Regions from separate parts of the Mus musculus genome. Here all the other regions are linked to region 2. A link is a contact called in public promoter capture Hi-C data. All regions are on one chromosome and are shown on one strand. Each heading gives the region's core, a stretch centred on a gene start, on an enhancer-like site or on the middle of the called end of the contact. The rest is flanking DNA. Distances are from core to core; before and after follow the strand shown.

Region 1 (4,887 bases), core at 1,521-4,020, 960 kb before region 2:
TCCAGAAAACAAGGTGGATGACACTTGAGAAGGAAAGTAACTTGAAATGCACACACACACACACACACACACACACACACACACACACACACACTCGCTCTTTTCACAGTGTCTTGGCTAATACCCTTGACCAAACGCCTCATCAAATTGGACCAGAGGTAAAAAAAATATCTTGGCTATTCCTGGACTGCAAGCCCCCATATCTCTCTGGTGCTGGGATTACAGGATTACTAGGGACAGAATCCAGGACTTCATTCAGGAAGGTGAGAGGATCAGGATTTCAAGGTCACCCTCAGCCACACAGCAAGGTTGAGGCTCGGCCTGGGTTAAATGAGATGCTGAGAAAACAAACTACACCACCTCTTCTTGCTGCTCACGTCACACGGTGTCACGATTTCCCATGAAGTGACATCCTGACTACATAGGATGTAGGCTGGGAGTCCAGCTGAATAGCAACATTCAGAGGGCGTAGCATGAGTCAATTCACAGAGATGTCTTCCTGGGAGGGTTAAAAGAATCCTTCATCGTGGAGAGATATCCCAAAATGTCACTTCTCAGCTAGTGCCCAGAGGCATGCAAACGTCTCTGATGGCCGGTTTCTTGATGACAGCACACATCAGCTTCCTAAACATAAGCAGTGCCAGCCATACATAAACCCACCATCAGCATCTACGGACCCTGGCCAAGGAAGCTTTCCCAGCCATGTTTCTCCTGAAGACCCCCAGGGAAAGAACTTTGATGGGGATGGAATCTGTTCACAAGGGTGAAGCTCACATTCTTCCACTTCCTGTAATGACCTCAGGATGCCTTTAAGTTATATTTTTTTAATGTGGGCTGAGAAGATGGCTCAGTGGATACAGAGCCTGCATCCCATGCATGAGGACCTGAAGTCAGTTCCTAGAATCCATGTAAAACACCAGTTCAGCAATATGTACCTGTAATCCCAACACTGGGAAGGTGGAGATAGACAGATCCCTGGGGTTCTGTAGCCAGCCAGACAGACAACCTGACAAAATTCCAGGCCAATGAGAGGTCTGTCTCACTAAAAAGTGAAAGATGCCTAAGGATCTGTAACACCCAGGGTTGTCCTCTGACCGTCCCCACAAAATGTGTACTACCCCTCACGCAAATATAGAAAATAATTCTTTTGAAAGCGTGCTGTCATGATATATTAGGCAAGCCCTGTCTGGGCATTCAAATAGAAACATTGACAATATAACAGGCTACAAAATCATACAACTACTGGCATTGGATTTTCATATTTTAGCTGAAAGTATGTAGTGTGCAGATTATTTAAATGTTGGAATTATCTGGATTGGATTAGTTGTAAAAGAAAGAATGTGGACCACTGCAGTTTGATCGATTCCATCTGGGGTACCTGGGCATCTGCATGAGACCCATTCCTATAGCGGTCTCCCAGGAGTCACTGGCCCAGGGCAAACTGGGACCAGTAGTAGATCCCTGCAGGCTGTCTGTGAAGAGAAAAATACACACTCTGCTTTAAGAGAGGTGGAGGCAGACATGGGTTCCCTCTGGGTACCAACAACTGTCTGGACATGTTTCTTCTGTGGGGAGAAGCCAGCATTCAGAAATAGTTCTATTTTCTCTCCAGCCTCCCCTCCTTCCCCACCTCCCTCCTCTCCACTTCCTTAGGGACTACTCAGAACATCTAAAGAGGACTTCAAAGCTTGTGTGCAAACAATGCAGCCTTGACCACAGGTGCCTTCCTCATCATCACCAAAGAGCGATTTTGAGAGACTCCCCAGAGGAGAAGCTTCTAATGGTTTAAGCGCCAGTCTGCCCACCACGCTTCCCATGGCAGACTCAGACTGTAGTCTACGGAGCACACTCCTTCTCTGTTCTCTGCTGCAGTAGGTCTCCCCCAGATACTAGCAAAGTCTCTAGGTATTATGTCCTCCCAACACATGCAAGTGAACAGCTAGAGTGGACCCCATGGACAACCAAGGATGTCTGGGCACAAACTGGCGAAGTTAACCTTGCGGACTAACTATTGGGATCATCTCCAGCTGGCACTGGCATCATCGGTCAGCTTTAGACAAAGACAAAGCCGGGCAGCACTGAAGTGTCATTTGATCCTACGGACCAGCCCTCATTTTCACCACAGTTGAGGTCGGATGAAGTGCTGCCATGAAACTGAGCCCAGGGCAGGTCTAGCCACAAGAGATGACAGCTCTTTATCACACGAGGGACCCATGCCAACAGCCGTGCAACATCTGTGCATCAATTAGCAGCAAAGACATCCCTCCTGGGGTGAGGGAACAACAGAACGTTAGAATTGTTCTTCCTCTTTCCATCTGTGCTTCCTGAGGCCCACAGAGCCACAAAGAGGACACCCCACAGATGGTTTGGGGTGCCACAATTACTGTTCTTTCTACAATAGTCTAACTCGCTCAACTTCAAAGAAAGTAACCCCTGCTGGTTAATGACAGCTAAGCCGAGGAAGCAAACAGCAAAGGAGAGATAGCTCTGGAGAGACAGTTCTGGTTTTGTTAGCTGTTGGCCACTAGGATTTAGTGAGACTCTTCCATTCCAATAATGAGCCATTTGTGGAAGCCTTCACGGAGCTTGCCTGTGTTGTCCCCCCCCCCACAGCCCCGAAACCTCCACCCCAACCCACCCCCACACAAACACATAAAGAAGATCTACTTCAACAGAGGATGGCCCTCCACATCAGATGTTCCCCTCTGGAGCAAGCAGGGTCTCAGACCACAGACTGTAGTGGGTTTGCCTCGACACCAGAGGGCGCCCTGTGGTCATGTTTCCCTCTAGGTTACGTGACTTCTGAGTTTGACAAAAACCAAGAGCCAAGCGCCAAGCACAGAGGGATTGCTTGTTTTGTTTTCTTTTGCTTTGTTTTGCTTTGCTTTGCTTAAATAGTCCTCTTGGGATAACATCAGACTCTCATCCTACACAATTATTTTGCTTTGAACAATGTCCTTTGACCCATGCTGTTGGGAACCCTAACAGAGAAACGCTTTTCTACGCACATCGCTCTTTCGTTATGACAGTTGTTTGTTTGCTAACTGCTTGTTTCAGAATGACGACTCAGATCGCCTCAACTGCAGGCTGCAGGGGAGAAAAGTTTCTCACCAGCCCGTCAGGGCTCACAGGACTAACAGGACTGACCTAGGCGTGGCTTTCCCACCCCGACCCTCTCACCCTCATCCCCCACCCGCATCCTCCCACCCCACATCCCATCGGCTCTTTAGCGTGTGTACTTTCGTCACCCACCTTCTTCCAACAAAGGCCTAACCAGTTCTGATGCTCTACGTTACTGAGAAAGTCTGTCCTCACTCCTGGAGTGGCTAGATTTGGTCATTCCTATAGCCAGAAGCTTCATTTGCAAGCAGAGTGGCTAAGGCAGACAGACCCATGAACTTGAATTTTGTTTTTGTATAATGCTGTGGTCCATCAAAATAAACGAAGGGTCCCTCTGGGGCCCTGACCAGCTCTTTCTTCTTTGACTTTTCTCAAGTCACACACCACACTTGTGCTTTTGCTTCAGGCAGAGTCTCATGGGGCTCAGGCTGGCCTCCAGCTCACTGTGCAGCACACAGTGATCTTTCTTGCGTTTTACATTTTTCCTGCGCATGGGGTTCTGGGCATGTGTGTGCTACAGTACATGTGTGGAGGTCAAAGAACAACTGGCATGCATTAGTTCACACCTTTCACCATGTGAGCAAGCCCTGGCAACCAAGGAGTCAGGTTTGGCAACAGATGCTCAAGGATGACCTTGACCACGTAAATCCTCCTGCCTCTACTTCCAAGTGCTGAAATTGCAAGCGTGCACCACCGCACACGGGTAACCAATTTCTGGGATGGAACACGGCATTTCAGTTACAAGCTAGGTGATGACTCTGATTAACCCACATCCCCGGCCCACACCACCACCTTTTTGACAGTTACTTTCCTACACAGCCCTTGACATTTTGCACTAAGCCTTTCTAGTGCACTGTCTCTCTAGAATCTAATAACCTGGTCAGCATTTCTCTCATCCACCCATTCAAAGCTGATAGTCTATTCTGTTTCCCCGTGTCTGGCATGTCCCTTCATTTTAGATATACTTTTACTATTTATAATTGATTACTCCTTTATCATATTGTACCAGAATGAGTACCCAGAGGAGAGGGCTACCTAGAGCATGGCGGCTGGGAACTGTCCTGAAATCTTTGCATCTCCGAAGCTTCACGGGGCCCCTGACACAGAGCGAGCGTTTCATAAATGTTTGTGAGTTTGGACTACTTGCACCCATTTGACACAGATAAGGTAATTGAGGCACACAAAGGGGCTAAGTAATGCCGTATCCACTGTTCGAGGGAACTGACAAGTACCTGCAGGACAGATCAATAAACAGAGGGAAAATGTTCCTACTCTGGAGCAGACATCCTGATAAACACAGCAGAGAGGTGAACCCACCAAAGAGCAGGATGCGATCCAGAAGCCCCGATTCTCACCGTGACCACTGGGTCCTACACACCTCTGGCCCTAGCACAGTGGTCCTCAACCTTCCTAATGCTATGACCCTTGAATACAGTTCCTCATGTTGTGGTGACCCCAAGCCAAAACATCGTGGTTTGCTACCTCATAACTGTAAGTTTACTATGGCTGTGAATCATAACGTAAGTACCTGGTACATGACCTATGTGGGAGGTCACAACCTACACTCTGAGAGCACTGTCAATATATGCCCTCACCCACTTCCTTAGTGGGAAAATGTCACCTCCATATTTGCAAAGTCATTACACACACACACACACACACACACCTCAACATGATGTGAGAAACACAGAAGTGAGAAACCATCACGTTACATGTACAAATGGAATGAAGGGCAGCACTGAGTGAAGCCATTTCCTAGGCCGAGTC
Region 2 (4,874 bases), core at 444-2,943:
TTTACCACAATGTAACAACTTAAACCAAACAATCCTTGCACCATAGGATCAAAAGCTCTTGCCACTTTAAGCAGCAGTGCTTTCTAAATATGGTCTTCTGACCTGCTGGCATCTGTATTACCTGGGACCATGTTAGAAAAGCAAATTTGGGGATTGGACCTAAAACCTAATGGGAAACACTGAGAACCGAGACCAGCAGGTTCTGATGCACAGTCAAGTTGGAGAGTTTTTAGTCAAGTGCACCAACTCTCGACGCCTCTGCCTTGGCTTTGGAAACTGATCTCACTGTATCATTTTTATTTATTTCCCAGTGATAATTCCTCACTTACTTGTCTCGAAATGTCAGTCCCTTCTCATGTTTAACCAAACCCTGAACCATTTTCCCTTTCCTTTCTTAAGGCAGTACCTCTTAGATTGCTCAGGCTGGTCTTAATTCCTTAGCTCAAGTGATCCGCCTCAGCCTTGCCAGTAGTCACTATTATACACAGGTGCCACGTCACCCAGCTTCCATTTCCCTCCCCAATTTCAAAGCAGGCATTTCCTATCTTTTCCCTACAAAAATGTCTCCAACAATTTTGTAGTCCACGTTTTCCCTACTTAACTAGTTCTTTGTAGTTAGTACCAACTGGCTTACATTTTAACTATTTGTTGGAGTTTTTAAAAGGTATATAGATTTCCCTGATCTTAGGATAGTTCAGGGCACACAGTACTTCCTCATAAAGTCTTGCTAGTGTGTTAAGTCTTACTGACTCGATGAAGTGTGGGGATGGGAACACAAGTCAAACTACTATTTCAAAGATCTTTTATATCTTCCTATGCCACCAACTGATATGAGAGCCACACATTTGTAAAGCCTACAAGCACTGCAACAATAACCTCAATAGCTAGCTATCAAGCCAACAAACTTAGTTTTCAACTCACTCAGGTGATAAAACATGTTCGCCTTAATGCAGTTGTTCATCTGAATTTGACAAGCTCGGGAAGTCTGGGCACAGGACCAAGTTTAAAATGTAACGCTGTGAATCAAAACATTCCAAAGACGTATGTAAACATACTATTTATAAGTATGAAATAGTAGAATTTTAATTTTTTAATTTCTCGAAGACAGGATAACGATGGTAAGAGGATGACAGATGAACAGTCATCGGTACGCTAAAAGTCTCTTCCAATAAACACAGGAAGAAAACACAGCAGCTGCTTAGCTGACGGCTTTGATGACAACTGAGGCAAATTGACATGAAAGCATAAGACCCGGGGACGACCTCGGAAATGGTTTTCTGTGCCAGGGAAGTGATCTGGAAGTCAACACAACTTGTTTTAAAGGCGGAGTCTGAAGGTTGGTCTGACCTGTCTGTATGATTGATGCGGAAAAAGCCAAAGTTGCCGTGGCGCGGAAGAAGAGACGAAGCGTGGGCGTCTCCCTCCGAACCAGCGTCACCTGTGTGATGCCGCCCGGGGCCAGACAGGACCAAACACACTACTCACCTCTCCCACTCCGAGGCTGTGGTGAAGTCTGTGATCTCAAACACTTCGGACTCGGGCTGCGGGGACAGAGAAGAGCACAGACAGTAAGCTGCGGGCCACTGACGTCGGCGGCAGAACTCTGTGACAGAGGCACCCAGGGCGCAGAACTCACCTCACTGTCCGCCGCCATCTTGCGGAGCGGAGCGTCAGGCCCCGCGCGAAGGCTGTCGGGAAGAAGGGAGCTAGGAGGAGGGCACTGAGTGGCCGTGGGCGGGGCCTCGGTGGGTGGTGGGTGGGGCCCCGAAGCGGGCCCGCCTACAAAGGGCCTGCTGGAAGGTGGGAAGACCTTTTTCCTCCAGACAGAAAGATCTTAGTGTGGCATACGCTCTTCTTCAAGGTGGTTTAGTAATATTTTTTTTAAAATTCTGTTGGGGCTAGAGGGATAACTGTGCAGTTAAGACTACCCGCTGCGCTTTCACAAGACCTATGTTCGATTTCCAGCACCTGCATAGCAGTTCACAACCATTTGTGATTTCAGTCCAAAGGGATCCTGTACCTGCTTCTGGCCTCGACTGACACCAGGCATGCACGTGCTGCACAAACAGATTTACATGCTGACGAAACACTCATGCACATGAAATAAAATTAACAAGTATTGTTTAAAGAATTAAAAGTAAAAATAATAAGAGTATTTTGTAGACTCAAGAAGAGCTGATGAGCCGAGCGTGGTGGCACACACCTTTAATCCCAGCACTCGGGAGGCAGAGGCAGGCAGATTTCTGAGTTCGAGGCCAGCCTGGTCTACAAAGTGAGTTCCAGGACAGCCAGGGCTACACAGAAAAACCCTGTCTCGGAAGAAAAAAAACAACCAAACAAACAAAAAACAACAACAACAAAAAACAAAAACAAACTGATGAACATTTTGAAATTGTTACATGACATTCACATCCACAGATGTATTGGGCTACATTCATAAATATCTTGGGGCATATGTAGTCCTATATGGCAAAGACCCTAGATATGCATGGTCACAATTGTATTTAAAAACCTCTTTGAGTTTTCATTCAAATGGGTTTTTTTTTAGATTTATTTATTCATTTTATGTATATGATTACACTAGAATGTGTATGAGTATATTTATTTTATGTATATGAGTATACCAGAAAAGGGCATCAGATCCCATTACAGATGGTTGTGAGCCACCTTGTGATTGCTGGCATTTGAACTCAGAACCTTTGGAAGAGCACTCTTAACCACTGAGCCATCTCTCAAGCCCTTGGTTTTGTTCTTGAGATAGGGTTCATAAGCCAGCCTCACACGCCTTGTGGTGAGAAGAGCGAACTGGAATTCTGATCCTCTTGCCTCCTTTTGAGTATCCTGACTGCAGTCATGTAGCACCGTCTTGGATTGTATGGTGTGGTGGTAAAGACAGAAGCGAGGACCATGCATGCTAGGCAAAAGCTCTACCAACAGAACTACATCCTCAGCTCTTGTTCAAACTTTACAACTCATAAACACTGACCAAGATCCTTAAACCCACTGTCTCCTTTCCTAACCCCAGGAAAAGAAAATCTATACAACTAAACTTATTGTTTTAAAAAGCAGCCAGGCATGGAAGTGCATGCCTTTAATCCCAGCACTCAGGAGACAGAGGCAGGCAGATCTCTGTTAATTCAAGGCAAGCCTGGCCTACAAAGTGAGACCAGGACAGCCAGGGCTCTGTTACACAGAGAAACTCTTGTCTTGAAAAACAAAACAAAAAATAAACAAAACCAAACAACATCATACAAGTTACATATACTCTGAGAAGAACATACTATTTGATGAGTGCTTTACTTTTTAAACCACTGAAGGACAGGAGTGCTAACTAGCAGTTGGAATTCTGTTGGGGACTGTAGAGATGGCTCAGCAGTTAAGAGTACTGACTGTTGTTACAGAGGACCCCAACTCTGTCCCCAGCATCCACGTGGCTACATACAACGCTCCATACTTCTAGTTCTAGGGGACTCAGCACCCTCTTCTGACTTCTATAGTAAACAGAAATGCACACAGTGCACAAATACACATGCAGACAAAATAATTATATACATAAAAATTTAAATTAAATAATTTTTTGAGACAGACTCTTTATTATGTAGCTCTGGCTTTTGTGGGACTCACTGCGTAGACAAGGTTGGCCTCAAACTCACAGAAACCCACCTGCTTCTGCCTCTAGAGTGCTGGGATTAAAAGCATGTGCCACTATGTTTGGAACTTAAGCAGGTCAGGAAGCAGGAGCTGATGCAGAGGCCATGGAGTGATGTTACTTACTGGCTTGCTTGAGTTCCAGTCCTGACTTCCTTTGGTGATGAACAGCAAAGTGGAAGTGTAAGCTGAATAAGCCCTTTCCTCCCCAACATGCTTCTTGGGTATAATGCCTTGTGCAGGAATAGAGACCCTAACTAAGACAAATTGGTACCAGCATAGTGGGATATTCTTGTGACAACCTGACCATGGTTTTGAAGGCATGAGGGGGTCATGAAGAGCAGCTGGGGTTCGGCACTGTAAGAAGCCATGGAAGGCCATTAGTGAAGTTGCAGCCTCGGTTCCAATTGATGGCCCAGGACTAAAGGAGTCATGCAAAGGAGTTGAGGTTTGGTGCCATGAAGAGAGCCCATGAGAGGCTATTGGTGAAGTTTAGTTGCAGCAGAAGACAGCAGTGTTTTGGAGATGCCAGTACCATGAGATGACCACCAAGATCAGCAGCAGCAGTGGAGTACTGGCAGCTAGAGCCTAGAAGACAAAGTGTGTGCTACAAAGGGCAGAGCTGGAGAAGTGACCCAAGCCCCTGGAGAAGCCCAGAAGATCGTGAGTGGATCCCAGACATTGGACAGTTGGAGTTTGATTTTGCTTTTGACTGTGACTGTGCCATGATATTTTTCCCCTTGAAGTAAGAAAGTATTTTAGTGGATCCCACAGTTAAGAGAATTTTAAATGTAAAAACACTTTTGATTTTAAAAGAGATTGGATATTTTAAAGGGATTGAAATTTTAACATGTAAGAATTTTCAAAGACTGTGGTACTTTTAAAGTTATTTAGATCTTGGGAATGAATAAGAAAATAAGGATTGGGGACTGGTGAGATGGCTCAGCAGGTAAGAGCACTGACTGTTCTTCCAAAGGTCCTCAGTTCAAATCCTAACAACCACATGGTGGCTCACAACAATCCATAATGAGATCTGAAGCCCTCTTCTGGTGTGTCTAAAGGCAGCTACAGTGTACTTACATATAACTAATAAATAAATCTTTGGGACGGAGCGAGCGGGGCCAGAATGAGCAGAGGTCCTGACAACCATCTGTACAGCTACAGTGTACTCATATAAAAGAAAAAAAGAAAGTAAGGGTTGAGGCTTAATAGTGATGTGTTTGTGT
Region 3 (4,733 bases), core at 871-3,370, 660 kb after region 2:
CCACAAAATGATTTAGAGGAACTAAGGGAGGGTGGGAAAATTCGTAGAAGACAGGTATGAGATGGTTTGACTTTCTTGACTGAGATAGAGCTCTGTTTCAGGGACAAAGGGTCTCCCACAAGTCCAGGGTGGTGGATCCCACCGGTCTTGACAACAAACTAGAGATAGGTCAGTTAACGAACTTGCTTTCCACTTAGAACTCGGTAGATTCGAATTTGATCTAACCTTATATCCAAGTGTAGTTACAGATGTGACTTTGCCATTACACGGGAAAACCCACACAAACCTCAGTTTGCTGCTTCCCAACTTCACAGCCCCAGAGGCACCCAGGACCAGATTCAAACACCAAGCCGAGGCCTGGAAACTACTGCCAGGAATTACTGAGCTCTAGATCCAGACCAGGCAACCTCAGCAAATCAGAAGGCATCCTCTGGGTCTTACACTTACACACTTACACACACACACACGCGCGCACAGGCACACACACACACAGCTCAAGAGTGCTCCAAAAGCCACTGAACAAAAAAATACAAGCGCCACCCCTTCCCTCTTTCCCTGCGGTGGCTTTGTGTGTGACATCGACTGGGAGCGCGCGAATGTTGTCGGGCTCACACACCCCCTTCCACCCAACCTGCTCCCATCACAGAGTAAATGGGCGCGACTGAGCGCCCTGCGTTCCCTGAGAGTGGGTCCACCTGGCAGACCGACGCGTCACCAGGCCTCTGGTCTTCCACCCTCAGGGAGCAAGGGTATGACATCCACGCCCCCGTCTCCAGAGGCCAGAGTGGCTCTGGAAAGCAGAACCCTGGTGCCCGTCACAGGCCAGGCAGAGGCCGAGGGACGAGAAAGGGTGAACAAGAGGGTACAGAGATTCCCCACTCGCACACCCCCTACCCCCAATTTAGCGAGCTGCGGCCCCAAAGGGGACCAAAGAGGCTGGCCTGGCGACTCGGCAGGAAGTTCCCAGGACCGCACTGAGCATGCTCTGGGGGAGTGTGTACGCGGGTGTCGCCCTTACATCCCGCAGCCTCTGCCATCTCCCAGTCGTGGGTGCACGCCGGCAGGATCGCGGCCGGGGCGGGCTGTCCCTAAGGCTCTCTAGGTTACGAAGGGTCTTCTTGACCTTTCAGCCTGGAGCTTTGGATCTTTATATCCCTTCTCCCCAGGGACCTGGGGTCCCACTCTTCATTCTTCCTTCCAACTGGCTCAAGGCACATCTCACGCTGAGCTCTCGGATCCCCAGGACCCTAGCCCGGCCCACGCTGGCATCCTGGTTTCTGGTTTCATCGCGGTCCCAGCGTCCAAAATGCCAATCTCAGCTTCTCGCCTCCAGCCCACGCCACCCGAGCCCCTTCTGGACAGTTCCTTGGAAGCCTAAAAGCCTCAGAGGCTAGAGAAGATCTTCGGGGTCCCATGAGAGGGGATGCCTCTGAGCAGGTGGTGGACCCTCCAAGCGGGTCCCTCGGTTGTACTCTGGGGTTCCCACCCCCGTCCCAAATCAAACACGGCCAGAACATCCACCCACGCAGCCCCCGGTGTCAGCGTTGGGCCGGATAAGGGCTGCCTCATCTCCCCTAACATCCCCCACGCGTCCCCCCGCGATCCACAGTCCGTGCATCTCCCCGAAGGGGGATGGCGAGCTTCTGAATCGATCGCTCGACCCTGCAGCAGCTCTTACCTGCTAGTAGGGGAGCAGCAGAAGCACCATCAGTAGCAGTCGGGTTCACTCTCCAGCAGCCTTGCTCCAGGAACAGAGGTCCCAGGCACAGCCAGGAGCGGGGTCAGAGCGCCCCCTGAGACTGAGATGCGGCTACCTGGGCTAGATCGAGCCTGGGGCCGCCGCCGCCACCGCGGGAGCCGCAGGGCTGCCGGGCGAGCGGGCCTCGGCAGGGACGGTCTGAAAACTACCAGCCCTGTCGGGGCCGTGCGCAGCGCGTCCACCTTCCGCCCCTAGACGCAAGCAGGGACGTTCCTCCTGAGTCCAAACGATCAGGACAGAATGGTTAGGAGATCTTTTCGAGGTTTCTGCTACCCTTCCCGGATCGACCTACCCAACTTCTCTCAGCTTCTAGGCTCGCGCCGCTCTCCAAGGCAAAGGGATTCCGGGCCACGGACGTTCCGCAAATTCCCCGCCCACCCCGGCAGAGCGCTCAGCCAATTCGGAACGCCTCGGCTTCTCGGGGATCGTCTGCAAACTCTAGACCCTGTACAGGAGGACTTGAAGCCGCTCCATTCCGCAGCCCAAGGAGAAACAGGCAGAGAGCTAGACCGAGGGAGCTGAGTAAATAATACTCTAGCAAGGTCAGGGGCAGGGTACAATTACTGTTACATACAGTGCATTCTCCAGAGTGATGGTCTCTGGGCCTCCTCAGGACAGGGACCTTTCAGGAGTGAAACCAGTGGGGAGGAGATGGCGGGCTCAACTGTTTAGGGGGTCTTGCCAACTTTTAACAAACGCCCTGAGCTCCATTTTTATACTTTATAGAGTAGATTGGCAAAAACAGTAGGAATTTCTGTCCCGTGTCTTTTTTTTTTTAACTGAACAGATTTGTATTTGTTTATTTTGTGATGGGGGGGGGGGGGGGTGGTGCAGTCTTACCTAACCCAGACTGGCCTCGATGAACTTGCTTTTAACAGAGCATACCCTCGAACTCTGGATCTTCTTGCCTCCATCTCCTGAGTACAGGAATTACAAGCATCACACCCTTGGCTTTGGTGACCCTGAGCAAGTCATTTATCCGGATCCTCTTAGCGGCTCTATTAATGAGGGCAATAACGGCTGCTCCATGACATTATTGTGAAAATGTAATGAAATATTTGTAAAGGGTTTGGCAGTGACTGGTACACAGTAGGCACACAATTTTTCTAATGTGCTTCTTTTTCTCTGCTCAGTCTGCGTTTTATGAGCAGCCTGGACAGCTTAACACCGTACTCTTGTAAATTCAAACAGAAATAAAACACATCTCCTGCCCTGAGGGCACCACAATGAAACACTGACTAGCAAGCAATATTCAATCGGCCACCCTCCAGGGAGCTGGCCGTGCATTTACATCACGGAGCATTATAGATCCTGGTTAAGTGTTGTCTGGAATGGAAGGAGGGTGGACTGATGGATTACCCGGGGTGTAAATGACAGGAAGTTCTGCTCCTGTGAGCCATCGCTATATCCAGTTACAGTAGAAGGGTTTATCCTGCAGAATTTCTTCAACCTTGTTTCACAGCTCCGTTCTTAGGCTAATTTCACCCTAACTTGCCCCCCTCCACATCCCCGGCAGAATTATTTTAAACCTGGGGATTATAGAATTTTGGATTTTTTTTTTTAACACTAGAAACAATTTAGTTCCTCTTCTGCGTTTTGTGAAGTAGCCCTCTCGGCTACACAGCCAGTGAGTAAGAGCTCTTGACACCCAGGTCCTTCATAGAACACACCTGTGGTGTTGTCTCCTGCTTGGAGCACCCTGGGAATGTACACAAATGAAATCAGCCCTTCTTTAACATCCACCTGGAGGAAGAGGCTGGGCTACTTCTGGATCAGAAGAGCTTCCAGGTGTCAGAGACAGTCCAAGTGGGGTCCAAGGACACCGAGGAAATTGGGGTGCACAGGATGAGCTTTTCTGGAAACCCTAGGAATATTCTGAGGCATTCTTCCTTGCAAGCCAAAAAAAGTGTCTCAAGAAAAATGGTGACATCTGGTGGCCAGGACTTTCTGTGCTGGTTATAGATTATAATCATAATAGATTCTTTAGAAAGCCAAGTCCCATGGACCAGACCGTTCCTAACTGTACCAACCTGGTTGTCTGAAAGACATTCATCACTTAAACTTTATAGAGGATATTCTATATAGTTATTTCAGATTCTTTAACCCAAAGCACATACATATATAAAGAAATAAAATATGATATAAGTAAAATAGTAAATTCATATGTACACATATGCATAATCTCTCTTATCTATTCTTTTCATTTACATAAATATATTGCATGTTCTTAGGGAGAAATTAATATTACTTCAATTGTTCTTTCGATAGAGTAAAAGCATTAATTTACTGGAGCTGGGGAGATGCTTCAGTCAGTAGAGTGCTTGCTTGTGTGATCAGGAAGACCTGAATTCCATCCCTAGAACCCATATGTAAAGAACCAGGCTTTGTGGAGCATGCTTGTAATCCCAGCACTGGGGCCCAGGAGACAGATGGATCCCTGTAGCTTGCTGGCCAGCAAGCATAGCCAACTTGGAGGGTTCCAGGTAAAAGTAAGTGAACCTGCCTCAATAAATAAAGTGGGCATCTATGAAATAACACCTAAGGTTGACCTCTGACCTCCACAGGAACATGTACATACCAAGGGACTGAATATACTATCTGAATAATTGCAAAAGGGACTCTTCCTTGCAGAGAGGACAGTGGTGGCAAAATGAACTAGTGGTGGCTAGTTCATCCCCAGAACCAATAAAAAAAGTTGATCTCAAATCAGCCACACCCCAGCCTGGACGGTGACTTCCTCGAAGTTATCTAGTCTGCGTATATTAACCCTTCGGTGAATCTAATCTATATACCCTGGTGTCTCCCAAGACCACAGGGCCCTGTGCAATTGGGGCAGAATTCTAGTTTCCTCTTATTGCTATGACTAATGCCATGAGCAAATACAGCTTTGTAGGAAAGAGCTCATTTGGCTTATACTTCCAGGTTGCAAATCATTACAGAGGGAAGTCAGGGTAGGAACTCAAGACCATGGAGG

Evidence for each region. Promoter capture Hi-C pulls out the DNA fragments that hold promoters and counts their contacts. Capture Hi-C pulls out chosen DNA fragments and counts their contacts.
Region 1: a promoter capture Hi-C map of the HPC-7 cell line shows a contact between it and region 2, with 2.6 times the contacts expected there. The contact joins the enhancer-like site here to the promoter of Rab3gap1 in region 2. A contact is called at or near these places in 4 of 39 promoter capture datasets (the C10 cell line, the HPC-7 cell line and liver), 1 of 115 datasets of contacts at active chromatin or transcription factors (bone marrow-derived macrophages) and 1 of 9 other capture datasets (adipose tissue).
Region 3: a contact with region 2 is called in a promoter capture Hi-C map of adipose tissue, with 2.3 times the contacts expected there. The contact joins the promoter of Mgat5 here to the promoter of Rab3gap1 in region 2. A contact is called at or near these places in 1 of 484 Hi-C or Micro-C datasets (muscle stem cells), 3 of 115 datasets of contacts at active chromatin or transcription factors (bone marrow-derived macrophages, memory CD8 T cells and pancreatic cancer cells) and 2 of 9 other capture datasets (adipose tissue and liver).

What each region holds. Positions count from the first base shown.
Region 1 is chr1:128,830,659-128,835,545 of GRCm38.p6, reverse strand. No RefSeq gene overlaps it. Among named protein-coding and RNA genes, the nearest start is that of Gm23056, 53 kb to the left of the region's middle. Within about 2 kb of position 2,770, at least 115 of the 459 cell types and tissues checked have an H3K27ac peak or open chromatin away from gene starts, as enhancers often do. A contact at or near this core is called in the HPC-7 cell line, adipose tissue and bone marrow-derived macrophages, where this site is marked.
Region 2 is chr1:127,865,592-127,870,465 of GRCm38.p6, reverse strand. It overlaps Rab3gap1 (RAB3 GTPase activating protein subunit 1), which reads right to left and starts at 1,693. Exons shown (of 24, transcript NM_178690.4): 1 at 1,637-1,693; 2 at 1,486-1,541. The coding sequence starts at 1,654.
Region 3 is chr1:127,202,373-127,207,105 of GRCm38.p6, reverse strand. Mgat5 (mannoside acetylglucosaminyltransferase 5) reads right to left here and starts at 2,120. Exons shown (of 18, transcript NM_145128.3): 1 at 1,679-2,120.